4 separate regions of the Mus musculus genome follow, and regions 2, 3 and 4 are each linked to region 1. The links are chromatin contacts, called in public Hi-C and HiChIP or PLAC-seq maps. All regions are on one chromosome and are shown on one strand. Each heading gives the region's core, a stretch centred on a gene start, on an enhancer-like site or on the middle of the called end of the contact. The rest is flanking DNA. Distances are from core to core; before and after follow the strand shown. Region 1 has its middle 54 kb from the start of Mir124a-1hg. Region 2 overlaps Msra (methionine sulfoxide reductase A). Region 3 overlaps Msra (methionine sulfoxide reductase A). Region 4 overlaps Msra (methionine sulfoxide reductase A).

Region 1 (2,808 bases), core at 164-2,663:
ACAGGCTTCAGAAGAAGCCAGACCTGCCAGCACCTTGATGTTGGATTCCCAGCCTCTGCACTAGGTGAACTCTTTGTCCTTATTGGTTCTGAAGTGCAGTGACCATGTGCTGGCTGAGACTAAATATGTCTCTCCTATTGTAGGGTAGGTGTACCCTGCAAGGACTGTTCCGCAGTATCTGAAGATAGTTTTTTTTTTAATTATTTTTTTAACTATATTTTAATTATATAACACTATGTGGATACTGGCAGATGAGTGCAGGTGCCTATGGAGGCCAGAAGCATCAGATCCCCTAGAGCTGGAGTTATAAATGGTTGTGAGGTGCCTGATGTGGGTACTGGGAATGAACCTGGGTCTTCTGGAAGACCAGAAAGTGCTCTTAATTGCTGAACCATCTCTCCAGCCCCCTGGGGATAGTTTTGATTCTCACGACTTGAGGGAGATGCTACTGGCATAGATGGCAGAGGCCAGGGCTGCTGGGGAATAGCCTACAAATGTACAGAATGCTTTCACAGCAAGGAGATACCTGGCTAAAATGCCAAGAAGACCAAGAGTGAGAAGTCCTGCTGGGTGATCCAGCAACCGAGGAGTGCTGAACTGGGGGAGTGGCTCAGAATGCTTGCATAGCACAGCCTGCTCAGTCTTGGGTTTGATCCCCAACACTGCATAAGCCAGGCTTTGTAATCCCAGCACTCAGGAGGTAAAAGCAGGAGGATCATAAGTTGAAGGTCATTCTTAGCAACATAGCGAGTTTGAGAACAGCCTGGAACCCGTGTGACTTTGTCTCTAAAACAGTCAATAAAATGACTGGACAGCCAGATTGATGGTGGAGTTTCCATTTCCCTGACAATATTCTGTGAGCTGGATTCCTCCTTCCAGGGTTCTGCTAACTCACTCTAGGACTGACGGCACACACATCCTGACAGGACAGTGTTGACCCTTGGGAACACTTTGCAGATCTCAGGTCTCAGTACCCATTCTCATTAGGGCATATTTCCAAAGCCACACCACCTATCCAGGACCCAGAAGGCCCTGCTGTGGACGAGGCTGGCATTGGCAGTTGATTGTACTGTTCCCTTTCTCAGCTTCTAACCCGAGGGCTGCAGTACTCAGGCGATTCTCATCAGAATCTTCACATGCCAAGTTCCTAAGTCTGTAAAATATTGTAAGACAGACTCTGTGTGTGTGTGTGTTTTAAAAAGGGGGAGGGAAGGAGGGAGGAAGGGAGAGAGAGAGAGAGAGAGAGAGAGAGAGAGAGAGAGAGAGAGAGAGAGAGAGAGAGAGATTGTGTGTGCTGAAAACCGCATATTCAAACCATTGCCTATTTCTGCACCTCATCCTGCCAATTACAATCTGCTTGGTGGTGTGAAACAGACAGCCGGCAGGAGTGATGGAGACAGGAGGCCCGGTGAACAAGGGCTTTGTGCATTCTCAGCTTCAGAGAGAATGTTCAGCGGGGCGGACAGGCATGTAACTGGCAGGTTTAGGAATCAGTAAAAAACCAAGAGCTGGAAGTCCTAATTTATCGTCTGTTTCAATACAAGGCTAGACACAGGCTATTTAATATAATGCATTGTTTTCCAGTGGAGGAGAGTGGAAGTTATTGATGCATTACAAATGCAGGCAAATGCATCTCATAAGCCAAGGGGTAGGTAATAACAATTGCAGAAGACTAAATTTGACTTTAATCCCCTGAAGAATGGCATGCGCGCAGCTTAAAATGATAAAAGCTAGAGGGGGTGGGGAAAGAGGAGAGAGAGATGGGAGGGCAAGAAGGAGGCTGAGGGAGATGCTCAGGGGAGGGTTGGAGACAAACAGAGAGAGATGGAGAGAGAAGGGAGAGCTGATTTTTCCTCTTGGGATTGTGCACTTCTTGGTTAGGAAATAAAGTGGAAATGGAAAGAAAAAGATTAAAAAGATCTTGTTTTGGTAAGCAGCACCCTGCTTGGCAGGGTCTGTTTTTTGCAGCAGGCCTGGCGTCATGCGCAGTCAAGCGGCTTGGAGTGGTTTAAAAATCTTCCAATCCCTTAGATAATCCCAGAGGCAGAGAAAAAGAAACTCTGGGTCCATGAGTGTATAGGGCCTGGTCAGTGTCCCTCTCCCGGGGTCTCTGGGAGCCTGGCTACAGTGGATGTGGGTTAGAATTCCTCACCATGGAGAATGATATTTTCGATGTAGAGGTGCCCTGTGAACTCTGGTAGGGAGACTGAATGATGGAGATGCAAGGCTCTCTACTGCCATCTGAGACATAAAAGTGACTTTAGAGTAAATAAGCACAATAGTCTTGTCCAGGACTGTGTGGGGACATGGTCCTTTAATCTCAGCACCTAGAGCAGAGGCAGGTGGATCTCTGGAGTTGGGGGCCAGCCTGGTCTACATGGTGAATTATAGGTCATCCAGGGCTAGAGAGTGAGACCCTGTGTCAACAGAAATTCCCAAACCCATACTGAGCCCCATTATAACTGACCAGGGAGTTGAAATTCTAGGTGAAGAATCATGTGATAAGGAGCCTCTTAAGCCCTGGTAGTCTACTCCTTGGTGGAACGGGATCTAAAGTCTGCCATACTTATCGGGGATGCATTGATACTCCCATGCACCTCTTTCTTTACACTTGTACTCAGCTTAGGAGGGACTCATTGTATTCCCCTTGGAGAGAGGAGGAAACTAGGGTACAGCTGATGGCGGCGGATGGGAGCTTCAGACCTCGGTGCACAGAATCTGCTTACTGCATTTAGTCACCGAAGGTGTTTCTTCTGGGGTGAGCAGAAGTTTGTTTTCCTTTCCACTCCCATCCACTGAGCGGTCCCT
Region 2 (2,700 bases), core at 34-2,533, 300 kb after region 1:
CACAGGCATGCACTTCGTTCCCCATTCTTGAATCTTCAGTATTGCCTGTGAGAATAAACCCGCTACGGTGAACACTGCAAAGGACATTTTCTAGCACAGATATTCACTACAGAGAGGAACTGGGCTGAGAAAATACAACTCCTGGGTGCTTGTCTCTGACTCAGTGTTCAGAGCACGGCAACTGTGTCTTACCACTAATTTACCTAATAGGGATGAGTTCTCAGTCTATTTCTGAAGGTTTCTCTCTCTAGCATTATTCTGGTCTGTACTTCAGCTGAGCCTACTCCTTGTAGTTAGAGTAATGTAAAAAGAAATTGGGAAAGTCCCCTTTCAGAGTTTTCACTCCTGAGCACCAGGTCAGACTGATTGGCTCTCGATTTCATAAAAATGAGACTAGAAGATGAAAATCCAGGCTGGGGACATGGTTCAGCAGTTATAGCACTTGCTGTCTAAGGGTGAGGAATGGAGTTCAGATTCCACAGAACCCCCACATAAAAGCAGCAGCACACCTGTAAAGTCCAGCAGCAGGGAGAGATAGAAGATCCTCAGAGCAACAAGACTAGCTGTATGATCAAGCTCTAGTTTGACTGAGGAGTCTTGCCTCTGTGAATAAGGTAGAACAGCAATCAGGAATAATTCCTGACGTCGACTTGAAGTCTCCATATGCACACCCACACACATGAACCCACACACATGAATAAATGTGGGGGTGGGGGGAAAATGAAAATGGAGTTGAGTTCTCATATGAAAGACACAGAAGTCTTCATCCCGGGAATCTCCAGGGAGGATAACTATGCTTTTATAACCGGGGACTGAGACTGGGGATGAGACCAGCAACTGAAATCCAATTACACTTGTACCCTTCCATCAGAGAGAAAAGTCCAGCTCCCATCTGCAGGATCTTTGGAGCCCCAGTAGCTTGCAATGACTTGATGTTATCAGTAAAATTGGGTTGTATGTTCTGTCTCTCTGTAGAAAAAACTGGCCACGCCGAAGTCGTCCGGGTTGTGTACCGGCCAGAGCACATCAGCTTTGAGGAACTGCTCAAGGTCTTCTGGGAGAATCACGACCCGACCCAAGGTAGAGTGATGAGTGAGCCAGTATTTAATTATCTTACTAATTACAGCTGGGATAATTAGTGTTTGAGCTGCATGGGAGAGATGAACCTTGAAATCACACAGGAGCTCAAGAATATGATTGCAGACATTTACTGACGGAACGGGGCGGGAGCACATGGGGAGTGGGGGGTAAGAGAATAAAGGCGCAGCCACAGCCAGCGCCCCTCCCCCCATTACAGCTGTCAGGGGTGGGAAAATTCCCACAGAGAAAGACGCCAGACAATGGCGATCCCTTCACCTTTGATTATTGCATTATTCTTCCTTAATGCAGCCTTTTGTCTACAAAATTAAAGTGTCTTCCCAGTAACCACAGTTTCCCTGATTTATGGTCCCTTTGTTTTCTCAGAGTTTAGCTTTTCTCATCTTTTTGACGTTATCGGGTTTGTTTTTTAAAGAAATGTCTGTGGGTGATTACAAGAAGGAACAAAAAGAATATAAAGGTGAAAAACAGTGTTCAGTAGTCCATAATGCAACTTGGGCTATCCAAACGTTTCATTTGTCCTCTTTGGAATATGTCATGTGGGGATATTAATGTATTTTGACTACAAACAGTATCTGGTGGCCAAATACATTATTCGGATACACTCACAAGCAGAAAGTCTCCCGTTGACTAATACTACAGTAAATAGTGAAAGATTTCTCCACTACATCCTAGCCTCCTTACAAGGGTGGCTTTATCAGTGCCTTGCTCGGGCACGGAGAGGCTTCTGAACTGGGATCTTGCACAAGCATCCTTTGCCCAGCCTTTGTCTACTCACATAAACAAGTTTCCCTTTGGCATTTTCTGTGAGAGGTTTGCATATTGACAATCTCTTAAGGAGTGGAGATTTCTAGCTACGTTTGTGCTTGTGGTAAAATCTTAGCATGAGCCCAACAGAGCAAGTTGGTGGGTCTTAAGTGCTGTGTGTTGTATCAAGTGTGTCCCCCATTTTGCCCCACTAGAACTACCCACTATGGGGGTCATTTGCAAAGATCAAAGATCAGAGCGAAGGCAAGTACAGCAGAGAGAGAGAGTTGTTACATCATCAGGTGAGCCCGCCAGGTACATTAGGGTTAAGACCTGGTTGGAGCGGTAATGGAAATGTCTGGTTTTCTATGGGGATGGGTCCTGAGGTGAGGTGAGAGCGGAGATGTGGGCCAGTAGGTCAAGGCCTACAGGGACAAGAGCACTGCAGTCCAAAGGTTTGTTGTCACCAGAGTTTGGACCGCTGGGTTGCCCTATCACATGTGTAAGACCACCTTGACAGCAGAGATAGGAAACTCTGGCTGTTGCTTGTATCCAAGAGCTCATGCTAGTGAGTCTTCCTCGGGTGCTGCAGACATTCGGTTATGTCATGTAAAGCCGGGGGTCGAGATAGAATGCTCCGAGCTTCTAAACCACCGGGGAGACCCACATTAGGAATCCAGAAAGCCCAAAGCAAGGTCCTGCAGGGCAGCTTGGAGCCTGGAACTTGGCTGCCTCTCACAATGTTCTGTTCCTGTAGAACCCCCCTTCAGTGGCATTTCAGACAGGACCACATCACTATTTTTCTACCTTTACATCCTCCCTTAATATCTTACCCATTCCACCATGCCCTTATCA
Region 3 (2,700 bases), core at 64-2,563, 390 kb after region 1:
GCAAATTGTTACAGGATTAAAGTTTTTTATTTTATGTTGATGAACTGAACTTCATTTATCTAAAAAGAAAAGTCCAGATACTTTGAAAGATTAAACCCCATCAGGGTGGACCATATAAGAAAGGGCCCAACCTATTACTTCAGTGCCACACACATGGGGACACTCTTTCCAACAGAGCCAGGAACATACCCAGTTGCCATTCCCCCCTCCCTCCACAGAGATGCCTGGGGTATTCACTACAGGAGGTCTTAGGCTCTCTCCTGGATTGTTCTGGCATTTCTCTTTCACCACAGGGAACCCTGCTGTCTCTTCTGTCCATGAGAGAGACAACAGGTGGAATCTATGTCCAGGGAGGCAGGAAGTTTCGGTGATTGCCCTGCCTATGTGGAAGTGAGGAGTGGGATTCTCTCACCGCCTCTCTCCACACCAGGTCCACGGTTGGCATTCCTGTGGGCCGGCAGCGTGCCCGGCTCCAGGCCACCACAAAGCACCCACACACACACTCCGATCTGCCGTCAGCAGCTGTTTCTGACAGGTGTCCCACTCTCTGCTGCAGATGGTGACCGAAATGGGCCCGTTGGCAGGCAGCACACGGTGCCACCCCCCTGCACATGATGATGCGGTCCCTGACATACTGATCAACCCTCACTCTATTCTGAGGCACCTTGCCTCTGGCTGCAGGTGAAGCCAGCATCCTCTTAGAACCCCCCCCCACAAGGTTCTAGGGGCCCCCACCTCAGCCTGGGACCCTTCAGCATTTGACAGTCTGTGAATCTAGAGGCTCCTTGTTCCAGACAGGCCCAGCTCACTATCCATCATGGTAGCAGGACTGTGTATGTCTTTGCTGGTTCATTTGGTGCAGTGCAGGATGGGATTTTCATAGCTCCCTAGGTATGACTTTGGCCTTGGCCCAGTGAGGCTACAAAGGTTAAGCTGCAGTGGCCCCAGGCCTCCAGATGCAGGGCCTGGGCCACTCCTGGCTCCTTCCATCTGTTATCCTGAGTGGAGTCCTGTGTACGGAAGACACACAAGACTTCCGGGAGCTGTTCCCCTAGAGAGGTGAGTGGGAGTCTGGTCTCTTGGTAAAATAACAAGATAGGGCCACATCCACAGCTGAGATAGGGATCCAGGAGGAGAAGGGGTCAGAAGGGAAAGTGGCTGCCCTTCTGATGTCCCCTTTCCTGCTGCCTGCCTGCACCTTAAACAGAGAGTTGTGGGCATTGCTAGGGCTCAGCTTTTCTGCCCACATCCCTGCAGGGGCCCCGCCTGCCCCATGTTTGGGCTGTTCATTCCAAACACTGAGCTAGCCAAGGCCGCCAGATGAGAGTGACATCTGGCTGAGACCACGGCCAAGTCTCTGCTGCTCTGTCCCTGGCAGGCAAGAGCTATGTTCCCAGTGCCAGGTTCTCAAAGAGGGAGACAGAGGGATGGGGGCAGAATAAAGCTCTGTGCTCCTTACCCAGCCATTTTCCTTCTTCCCTTCGTGATACTTAGTTGGAATCTGGATAGTCAAGGAGTAAAGGGCATCCTCCGGAGTGCTGGGGATCGTGGGAGTGGTGGAAAGAATCAGAGGTCAACACCAAGTGTGTGCACATGTGCATGCACACATACTGTGGACCACAAAGTACAAAGGATGGTGGGGAGTCAATCAGGTACCCGGAGTGACCTGAATGGGATCTGAATGACACAGCAGAAGCCTGCACTGTCTCCTGTTTTCCCAACACAAGGTCGGACTCTCCTTCCACCCTTCCGCGTAACTCTCTGTGGAGTGACAGCCTGGTGCCTGTCAGCCAGGCTGGAGCTAGAAAAGGAGTCATCCCATGTCCAGGAGGAGAGGCAAGATAGTGTTTCCATCTAGAGGCACTGGCAGAAAGTCTAATACTGATGGCCCAGTCTGGTCTCCTTTGGTCCATGGCCGCTTGTCAGCTGTGTGACCTCGGGCAAGCAACTGGACCTCTCTAAGTTTCTGTTATCCATCCGGAAAATAAAAGTAAGGCCCACTTGCTGTATTTTGTGAGCTTAAGAAACACCTCAAAGGAGAATATTGTCATTTTAGAAGTGAGCCAAGTCAAGTGTGGAAAGGTTGAAGGACTCGGTTGGCCAAAGTCGTGAAAGTAGATAAGGTATCGGGGAAAAGGGTTATGGGGTTCCCAGAGAAGCAGCTTTCAGCTCTCTGAGGGTTGGGGCAGCATGGCTCAAGACTTGTGGGTGTCTTCTGTCCTCAGCACTATCAGCCCTGTACCTCTCACACCCCTCTGTCACTTCAGAACACCCTCAAGCATAAACAGCAGTGTTGTCCCCCATTTGTCTGCTTCTGATTTTTGACTTCTGCAAGGTATGTAGGAATTTTCTTCTCTCTGTAAAATCCGTGGTTCAGGCTACTTCTCTGCCACGCTAGTGCACCATGAGGTTCACGGACTGGAGAAACTTCTGGGACTTCTCTCAGGGCTGGGAGAGTTTATGAGTTGTGTGTGTGTGTGCTCTTGAACAGAGGACAAAAAAAGAGAGCCACATTTCACAGAGCAGAGAATAATGACAAACCCTGAACCTTCACAGTTAAGCTTCCTCAGTCCCCTGTGTCCATGGTCGGTGTTGGGGGACCCATTTTAAAGCAGTAACATGAACAAGCAAGACTGGCTTAAGGGCGACAGATAGACAAAGGCAGGTAGTGGCTAGAGCTTGGAGGTGTTGGTGGGACTA
Region 4 (2,700 bases), core at 195-2,694, 360 kb after region 1:
TGTCCCTAGGGACTCTAGCTACTAAAGGTTTGTTGAGAGGAATAACTCTTCCCTCAGCTGAGGGTGGGAGCCTATGTGCGGATGGCATCCCGGCCAAGCTGAGCTGAGGAGACAGCACACAGCCTCGACCGGTCTAAAGACTCACAGAGCATTTGCTCATCACTCAGGGTCCAGAGGAGCCCGTGAATTTAAATTTTGATTAGCTTGTCTTTTCTGCCAAGACACCAGAAAGGGAAGGGGAAGGGGTCCTTGGGGAATTCACCTGCATAGTGAATACAGTGACTCTTTAGGATCATGGCACTCTGAAGTTTGTTAGGTTAGGTTAGGTTAGTTAGGTTAGTTAGGTTAGGTTAGGTTAGGTTAGGTTAGGTTAGGAGGGAGTCTTACTCTGGAGTTACATCATCCAAGCCAGGTCCTCTGGCCTCAGCTGTGCTCGGGACCTTCAGCAGCCTCATAGAGACATTGCTTCAGGCATTACCCAGGGGGCCATCAGCAAAAGCAGCCATGTGTGTTCCCAGCACTGTAAGACTAAGAAAAAGAGTTTAAAGAGTTCAAATCACATACACACACAACACATACTACCCACAATCACACACACAGTCTCACATACACACTCAAACACACACAATCACACACTCATACACACAATTACACACACTGAAATGCATTACAGTCAAACACATATACACAATCACACAAAGTCTCACATACACAGCCAGCCACATATCACTCACATGATCACTCACACAACACAAAACCACAATCACACACATACAATCACATACAGTCACACACAGTCACTCTCATACACAATTACACAATCACACACAATCACATACAGTCACACACACACACATACACCCAAACATACACAGGCAACAAACTCATACAATCTCTCACATACACAATCACACATACACACATATAAACAATCACACACACACATACATGCATACACACACACACACACACACACACACACACACACACACAGCAATCACATAATCACACAGAGGAGTTTGCTTGTTGAGTCTTTTTGAGATTCTAAGGGGAGACTGCGGGTGAGTGACCTTTTTAAAAAGCATTCAGCAGTCCTCACTGGCTCTGAATGGACCCCCTCTGACCTCTTCCTCTCCAGGTCAGCACCCAACTCCTGGTCACTCTCTGGCCCCACAGTGAAGGTGACAGGGAAGATTTTGTAGTGAGGCTCTTCAGGTGAGAAACTGCCTTTGGCAGTGCTCTGTGTCTTCCTCAGACTCTGGTCCGTCCTCCCTACAATGTCTGCACTAGGTGCAGGCTCCCTGCTTGATGCCGCCATTTGCATGTCTCTGTGGAAAAACACATTCAGATTTCCTTTATCTCCTTTGTCCTTGCCTTGTGCTTTCTCAAGGAGCCCAGGCCTTACCCATCAGACTGAGCTGAAGCAAAATGAGAAGCATTCACCAGCTCTTGACCTCTAAGGGCCTTTCCGAATCTCCACAGAGCAGCCAAAGACAAAGAAAGAGAGTGAGAAGAGCCCAGAAGAAGCAAACTTTCAGCTAGTTACCATCTTTTTCCCCCCTCTGAGCTCCCAGTACCGTACTCGATTTCCTGACCAGCTTGCGCCCCTCCCCCGCTCCCTCCGAGCATCTGTGGCGGTTTCGAATTGAGCCCTGTACCTGCTGCTCTCAATCCTCAACATACCATACCAGTTGCATTGCCAAACAGCGAACTGCCAGCCATCTGCCATCCCAAGGCAGAATTTACATTGTTTTATCTTAAAATAACGCCTCCGGAATAGCAAGCCACGCTATGCATCAGGTTTTAAAATTGACAATCAGCCAGAATTAAAAACAAATACCAAATGGGCGTAAAAAAAGAACAGGGTGTGTGTGGCGGATGGGGGGTGGGGATTGGCATTTGACAGAGAGCTTATTTTTCGGCTTTTTTTTTTTTACCTGACTTTCTACCAAAATAGTCATGCCATTTAATTTTATCTGCAACCGCAGGAGCTACTTATAGACTGAGAATATTAACGTCTTCCTTGCCTGGCTCTGTGGAGAACTGCAGGTCCATAGGCCTAGAGCAGTGCATCCTACCCTAACCCCAGACTACCTCAGCCTTATCGCACTGGGTTTCCTTTCTGTGGGTCACAGAAAACTTAGGCAGGACAAGCTGGAGTTCCTGGACCAAGGTACTTGCTGAGTCATGGGCAAAGCACACTTGAACCCGGGACTCCTGGCCCTGCTCCCTTCCCACTCTTCCTTAGCCTGTCTTGACCTGCCATTGTGCTAGAGAAGGCCCTCCAACCCCACTCAGTTCTTGTTTAGTTTTGTTTCCTTGAGACAGGGTTTTGTAGCGCTGGCTGTCCTAGAACTTGCTTTGTAGACCAGGCTAGCCTCAAACTCACAGAGATCCACCTGTCTCTGCCCACTGAGTGCTGGGATTAAAGGCTTGTACCTCTCCACCCAGCACCCCTTCTGTTCTTAACATCAACCTGTAGCAGCCTTCAGGTCAGACAAGAATGAACAGGGGCTAGAGAAATAACTCAGCAGTTAAGACCACTTGTTTTTTGCAGAGGACCCCAAGTTGGATTTCAAGAACCTATAGAAAATCTAGAACTCCAGTTCCAGGGAGTCCAATTCTGTCTTCTTACCTCCTCAGGCACCAGGCACACACATAGTGCACAGACATACATGAAGGCAAAATGCCCATACACAT

What was found. Hi-C and Micro-C count contacts between places; a contact is called where the count stands out from the background. HiChIP or PLAC-seq counts read pairs in DNA pulled down with a chosen protein or histone mark.
Region 2: a contact with region 1 is called in an H3K4me3 HiChIP or PLAC-seq map of embryonic basal ganglia, with 3 times the contacts expected there. The contact joins two enhancer-like sites. A contact is called at or near these places in 1 of 484 Hi-C or Micro-C datasets (nephron progenitors) and 2 of 115 datasets of contacts at active chromatin or transcription factors (embryonic basal ganglia and trophoblast stem cells).
Region 3: a contact with region 1 is called in a Hi-C map of cerebral cortex, with 2.3 times the contacts expected there. The contact joins two enhancer-like sites. A contact is called at or near these places in 2 of 15 datasets of contacts at CTCF or cohesin (embryonic stem cells and large pre-B cells), 7 of 484 Hi-C or Micro-C datasets (the HPC-7 cell line, bone marrow-derived macrophages, cerebral cortex and 3 more), 4 of 115 datasets of contacts at active chromatin or transcription factors (differentiating embryonic stem cells, embryonic basal ganglia, extraembryonic endoderm stem cells and 1 more) and 1 of 9 other capture datasets (embryonic stem cells).
Region 4: a Hi-C map of cerebral cortex shows a contact between it and region 1, with 3 times the contacts expected there. The contact joins two enhancer-like sites. A contact is called at or near these places in 2 of 15 datasets of contacts at CTCF or cohesin (embryonic stem cells and pro-B cells), 12 of 484 Hi-C or Micro-C datasets (the C10 cell line, CD4 T cells, the HL-1 cell line and 6 more) and 7 of 115 datasets of contacts at active chromatin or transcription factors (acute myeloid leukemia, embryonic basal ganglia, embryonic stem cells and 3 more).

Annotation. Positions count from the first base shown.
Region 1 is chr14:64,532,661-64,535,468 of GRCm38.p6, reverse strand. No RefSeq gene overlaps it. Among named protein-coding and RNA genes, the nearest start is that of Mir124a-1hg, 54 kb to the left of the region's middle. Within about 2 kb of position 1,413, at least 41 of the 459 cell types and tissues checked have an H3K27ac peak or open chromatin away from gene starts, as enhancers often do. A contact at or near this core is called in cerebral cortex, embryonic basal ganglia and forebrain, where this site is marked.
Region 2 is chr14:64,232,209-64,234,908 of GRCm38.p6, reverse strand. It overlaps Msra (methionine sulfoxide reductase A), which reads left to right. Exons shown (of 6, transcript NM_001253712.1): 4 at 976-1,080. The region is part of intron 2 of Gm52132 (a long non-coding RNA gene); the gene reads right to left. Among named protein-coding and RNA genes, the nearest start is that of Gm52132, 18 kb to the right of the region's middle. Within about 2 kb of position 1,283, at least 20 of the 459 cell types and tissues checked have an H3K27ac peak or open chromatin away from gene starts, as enhancers often do. A contact at or near this core is called in embryonic basal ganglia, where this site is marked.
Region 3 is chr14:64,138,149-64,140,848 of GRCm38.p6, reverse strand. All of the region lies in intron 5 of Msra (methionine sulfoxide reductase A), which reads left to right. Among named protein-coding and RNA genes, the nearest start is that of 9630015K15Rik, 23 kb to the right of the region's middle. Within about 2 kb of position 1,313, at least 55 of the 459 cell types and tissues checked have an H3K27ac peak or open chromatin away from gene starts, as enhancers often do. A contact at or near this core is called in cerebral cortex and forebrain, where this site is marked.
Region 4 is chr14:64,172,470-64,175,169 of GRCm38.p6, reverse strand. All of the region lies in intron 5 of Msra (methionine sulfoxide reductase A), which reads left to right. Among named protein-coding and RNA genes, the nearest start is that of Gm52129, 26 kb to the left of the region's middle. Within about 2 kb of position 1,444, at least 40 of the 459 cell types and tissues checked have an H3K27ac peak or open chromatin away from gene starts, as enhancers often do. A contact at or near this core is called in cerebral cortex, where this site is marked.